2 separate regions of the Mus musculus genome follow, and region 1 is linked to region 2. Evidence: chromatin contacts called from public promoter capture Hi-C data. All regions are on one chromosome and are shown on one strand. The core of a region is the stretch at or near the end of the contact, and the rest is flanking DNA. Distances in the headings are between cores, read along the strand shown.

Region 1 (3,063 bases), core at 459-2,958, 2.0 Mb after region 2:
GGTAACTAAAACTATTAACCAGCAAGGAGTAATGAATGCCTACACACTGGCTGACAGACCTCAAATTCAATACTTTCACTGCATATTGTTTTTAGTTTCCACACCAGTGAATCAACTCAATATGTAGAAATCTCCCAGTTCTTACAACCCGAAATTCAGTTCAATCAGAAGTCAGTGTGGAGAGTCACAGCTGAGTTGGTCTATGGCCATGAATTACAAATAAGTCCGGTTCATTCACATCCCTGGAGTAGAGAGTGAGCACAGAGTGGTGACAGACTGGAGACATAGTGGGCCCCAGAGCAATGGAACCTAGTGTGACAGACCATGACAAGAAGTTGGCTTCTTATTCTTTTTTTTTGTTTTTATTTTTCAAGACAGGGTTTCTCTGTGTAGCCCTGGCTGTCCTGGAACTGCCCCGAAGGTTTTTATTCTTAAAGTCAAGCTTTATCTTACATCTATGAGCTGTCTCACAATTACTACTTGATATTTATCTTGCTTTATCTCCACAAATAAGCAATAGCTAAAATTATTTTTAATTTTTAGTTAACAATTTTATATCCAATAGATAATTTAATAATGAAATAAGCTACATTAAAATATCAATAAACAATTTATTTATAACTTACTTATACTTTACTTAGTAATTAATAGTTAAATAGTTAACTATAGAAGGTATGTTAAAAATGGATTGTCCAGTGGACAGACAGCTGTCTTCTGCAAGCTGTCAGGCAAGTTCTACACTGGGATGATGTTGGAGGTTAGCTGACAGGATCTAAAGATATCCACTCTGGGAAGGGAGAGAGGCCATCACGTCCATCCTGAATTTTAGATAGTGCTCATTTGTAGACATAAAAAAGAAGTGCTTACTGAAGTCCGGGAAGTCGGGGCAGAGCATTCTGTCGATCCTGAGTTTTAGGTATTGTTTATTTGTGGAGATTAAAAAAAAAAAAAAAGGATTTGATGAATTCTAGGAAGGGGAGAGGCCGGTCTAGCCACGTTTTTTGTGGAGATGAAATCGGAGAGGGGAAGCAAACAGCCGCAAGTAAAGGGTTCATTGCACCAGTGAGCAAAATCCTAAAACTAGCCCTTGGCCCAGGCAGGGTTAACTCCCTCAAAGGACACCTCCGCTTTCCGAATCCTGAAAGCAAGAGAACCCCTCGAGCCGGTACCGAGTGAAGGGTGTCGACAGCTCGGGCCGGATCCTGGCACAGCGCCTACACAAGCAGAAGCCTGTGGCTTCGGAGATCAAGGGACGCCTCAATACAGGCAGCCGCGCCCCACCGCGCACTTCCGCCCAGGCCCGAGCTCCACAGAGTCCTGTCGGGACAGACCCAAGACCCCAGAATGCGGGGTGGGGAGGTGTGGTGGGGTTCGGCGCGGAGGACCCTGGGAGGCGGCGGGGCGCGAGGCCAGGGAACACTCGGAGACTCGAGGCCACCGAGGCAGCCGGAACGCCAAGCCCGGAACCAAAGCGCTTACCTTTCGGGGATGTGGTTTCTGCCCTTCTTCTTGGGTGGGGCACAGGCAGCAAAGTCCCGGCCCCGTCCACGACCATGTCGGCCATAATGCTGGTTCATGTGGGCGCAGAGATGCCGCCCACCCAACGCCAGGCGTGCCAGAGCGGCCAAAGTGGCGACTTCAGGGAGGCCAGAAGAGGCCGCGGGATCCAGAGGCGCCCGCAAAGGAACGCGACGCGTCGACGTCTCGCTAGGGCGCATGCGCCTTGCCCCGCCGTGCTGACGACACACGTCGCACTGAAAGTAGGGTTTGTCAGCCTGCCTTCGGTTTCGACTGTGCTGCACTTAGCTGGAGGCCGGTTTTGTAGCTATGTGAATAATTGCTAGCGCTGTAAGACCCCCGATGCTGGGCCTCTGCTCAAGTCCTGGGATGAACTGGCCAACACCCCAACATCTCGAGAGAAAAGATGCACCTGATGCAAACTGCAAGAGGTTTTATTATCAGCTAGCTGAGGAGAAGTCCCTCTGTCGTGCAGGGCAGAGGAGTTCAACCCCGAGCGGTGACATTAGGGGACTTTTAACAGCTAGCTGAGGAGGTAGGAGGAGTTGGGAGGAGAGTTGGGAGGAGTTGGGAGGAGAAGTGGGAGGAGTTGGGAAGAGCTCTTCTGGGCGTCCTTGGTGAAATTTACAAGGCAGGAGTGGGGAGTGAGTTCTTTCTGAATTTTTATCTCCGTGTCCTCGGCACAGGAAGGCAGGCATCTCTGGTTGTACAGTATAGAAACAAAAAGGCTTTTTGCTGGCTATAGAGAACAAAGAGCTTCTTTCTAGCTGTATTTTTAAAGATCAGGGAAAACAAGCTTGGGGAACATCCAGGGGCTTTACCTTCCAGGGAGAAACGCTCTAAGTTGGGGTCTCATAGCGCCACCCGAACTGCTCCAAATGAGGAACAGACAATCCAGCCCCAACCCTCTGATCCCTGCATTCTTCGTGAACGTTGTCAATTGTTTACATTTTGTATATACATGATATTTGCTTTCACACGGGTGTATCTTTTTTTTCCGCCAAAAAGAAATAAATCAAAAGTTTTATACAACATATTTCTCCTTATTTGATATATTTAACATATTTCTCCATCCATATATGTGTGTATAGTGTCACAGGCAGGGAAACATACATATTCTTCCTAATTTTGAATGACACAGGACACTTATTATAACCAACATAATTAAAAATACCAACTTTTTTTTTTCTTTTTCGAGACAGGGTTTCTCCGTGTAGCCCTGAATGTCCTGGAACTCACTCTGTAGACCAGGCTGGCCTCGGACTCAGAAATCTGCCTGCCTCTGCCTCCCAAGTGCTGGGATTAAAGGCATGCACCACCATGGCCCGGTCCAACTTTTTTTTTTAAGATTTATTTATTTATTATATGTAAGTACACTGTAGCTGTCTTCAGACACACCAGAAGAGGGTATCCGATCTTATTACAGATGGTTGTGAGCCACCATGTAGAAATGAAATTGCTGGGATTTGAACTCACAACCTTCAGAAGAGCAGTCGATGCTCTTAACTGCTGAGCCTTCTCTCCAACCCCCCCCCCAACTTTTTT
Region 2 (2,825 bases), core at 216-2,715:
TTCTTTCTGGATGGTGGGAGGATCCAGGTACAGTAACTTACCTTTCACCTTGGAAGGAATATCTCTGCTTGCTCCACACCACTGGACTCCTAAAAATTTCACCGAGGAGGATGGTTCTTTAATTTTTATTTTTTTTAATTTGTAATTTCTTGTTTTTTTGTTTGTTTGTTTGTTTTTTTTGTTTTGTTTTTTTTTGTTTTTTGTTTTTTTTTTCAAGACAGGGTTTCTCTGTGTAGCCCTGGCTGTCCTGGAACTCACTCTAGACCAGGCTGGCCTCGAACTCAGAAATCCACCTGCCTCTGCCTCCCAGGTGCTGGGATTAAAGGCAGTTCACCACTGTCCTGCAGTCCTTTAATTTTTTTGAACTAGCTTATATTGGCATAACTGAGTCAATTTAAAAAGATAGAACATTGAAGAAAACAGTTAAAAAAATTTTAGCCCAATCTTTTTCATGGGTAAAATCAATCAGGATTATAGATGTTCACCACTCAGGTAGTTTATTTTTTGAATTCTGAAATGATATAAAAATTTTTCAATATTAGTCTTTTGACTTAAACTTTTTTTTTAGAATTATTTATTTATTTTATGTATATGAGTACACTGTAGCTGTCTTCAGACACACCAGAAGCAGTCATCAGATCCCATTACAGATGGTTGTGAGCCACCATGTGGTTGCTGGAAATTGAACTCAGGACCTCTGGAAGAGCAGCTAGTGCTCTTAACAGCTGAGCCATCAATCAGTTCAGCCCTTAACTTTTATTCCTTTCTAATTTCCCATTTTATTATTCTATCTATTTTGTGTTGTTTGAGACAGGGATGTGTAGCTTTGGTTGTCCTGGAACATCTTCTGTAGACCAGGCTGGCTTCTTTCCCAGATTTCTGCCTGCATCTTGCCTGTCAAGTGCTGAGATTAAAGGCCTGTACCAACACTGCACGGTGTAATTTCCCATTTAAGAGGTGGGAGATAAGGGCTGGAGAGATGGCTCAGTGGTTAGGAGCACTGACTGCTATTCTGAAGCTCACGAGTTCAAATCCCAGCAACTACATGGTGACTCACAACCATTCCTAATCTGGGGTGCCTGAAGACAGCTACAACGTACTTGGGTGTGGAGGCACACACTTATAATTCCAACAGTTGGAAGGCAGAAGCAGGTGGGATCTATGTGAGTTCAAAGTTCCAGACCTTTTCTTTAAAAAGGGGGCGATGGGAGTGAGCAGTAAAAGCGAGAATATGTTAATAAGTGAATGTTACGTTGTGATACTGAGGGAATAGTAATCAGAGAAGGCTTCATGGAAGAGAAGAGGGATGGTTTGCAGGTTCTAAAATCTTGAGTGATGTTACCCAGACCGCTGCAGGTGTAGGACCAGCCATAGCTGGCGATCGCCCCCTTCTGGCAGAGGGCGGCCTTGTCCCCCGACAGCGTCTCTGGAGAACGCGGAGCCTGAGGCACGCAGGCGCAGTGAGCGGACGAGGGCTTTAGGCGAAGATGCGCATGCGTGTAGTCCCATGGAGGCGGTAGCTGCTTCATCGCGGTGACTGGAGGCCGAGTGCTAAACTGTGTGGGGCACGGATGGGATCCAGCTGTTAGTCGGTAGGCATAGGTAGGGCCGCTGCCTTGCGGGGAGCCGGGGACTGGAAGGCAGAGGTCCTTAGCGCAGGCCCCGAGCGGTCCCTGCCAGGTCGCGGTCGACTATTGTATGTGTCGCAGCCGCTGCGTACAAGATGGCGGCGGCGGGGCGGGTGGAGCTGAGGGACCCCGGGTGGGCCTCGGCCGTGGCCTGTTTCCCCTCGCCACTCGCCGACCGCGCCGTCGCGCCGCAGTGCCCGTGGGCGCAGCCGCCGGATGCTGCTGCTCTGAGGAGGAGCGGGCGGCGCCCTCGGGGAGTCCGGCTGCCCCTTCCCCAGCGCCGCGGGTCTGCCGCTCCCCAGGCCTGACAGCTAGCGGGAAGACCGCCGCGTGCCCGAGCGCCTTTCGGAGCCCCGCGGGCCGCGTGCGCCCTTAGTCGGGCTGGAAGAGCTTCCTTGCAGGGGGCTGGGAGCGGGGTGTGCGGGCTGTTGTGGGCCAAGCGCCCCAGTGAGCACCGAAGCCGAGATTGTCGGCCCTGGGATGTCGTCGAAAATGGCGGTGACACTTCCACATTCTTAGAGGAGTCGTGAACACTGATGTGGGGATACATGCTTGTGTTGGTGTGGTTCCTAGCTTGGGGAAGAGCGGAGAGGTCTGTACACCGACTCTCATCCCCGAGGATGTGCCAGACGTCCTTTGTTGTTTGAAGTAATTGCCTATGAGGGAGTCTCAGTATTACAAAATCTTTGAGCTTGACAGTGATTGTAGCCTCGAGCTATTTAATATTAAAATTACCCTTTGGCAGTTTGGGAATTCTGGAAGGCGCACTCAATGTGAAAAGTTCTGAAGAAAAGCTTCTTACCAGGATCCACCCGACCATGTGGAGTCAATCTTTCCTAACCAGTTTGGAAATTGTTCACTCTCACATAAAATTCTCCCTCTCTTCATTTTGTGTATGATGGGTTAACTTGTTTTTCAGGGGAGTTGTGTTTACTGCTTAATTTTAGAAATTTAAAATGACAGACTGGAAAAAGATTACAAGAAAAATTAATGTAAAGCTGTTAACACAGAAAAATAAAGTTGTTTATTACATTTTTTCAAAATGTTATTAATGATTATACACTTAAGATTTAGTGGGCTCAAGCTGCTTTACAAATTTTGACTTTTATATTTCCATATTCTGTAATGTGTACTTTCATATTTGTAGAATCCAAAATGTAATATACTAAAATATGCTAGACCATTCCCCGCCTTATC

The links. Promoter capture Hi-C pulls out the DNA fragments that hold promoters and counts their contacts.
Region 1: a contact with region 2 is called in a promoter capture Hi-C map of pre-B cells, with 3 times the contacts expected there. The contact joins the promoter of Dusp11 here to the promoter of Zfp638 in region 2. A contact is called at or near these places in 4 of 39 promoter capture datasets (cranial neural crest, frontonasal cranial neural crest, maxillary cranial neural crest and 1 more) and 1 of 115 datasets of contacts at active chromatin or transcription factors (large pre-B cells).

The regions. Positions count from the first base shown.
Region 1 is chr6:85,959,959-85,963,021 of GRCm38.p6, forward strand. Dusp11 (dual specificity phosphatase 11 (RNA/RNP complex 1-interacting)) reads right to left here and starts at 1,709. Exons shown (of 9, transcript NM_028099.4): 1 at 1,480-1,709. The coding sequence starts at 1,577.
Region 2 is chr6:83,912,888-83,915,712 of GRCm38.p6, forward strand. It overlaps Zfp638 (zinc finger protein 638), which reads left to right and starts at 1,466. Exons shown (of 27, transcript NM_001355286.1): 1 at 1,466-1,592.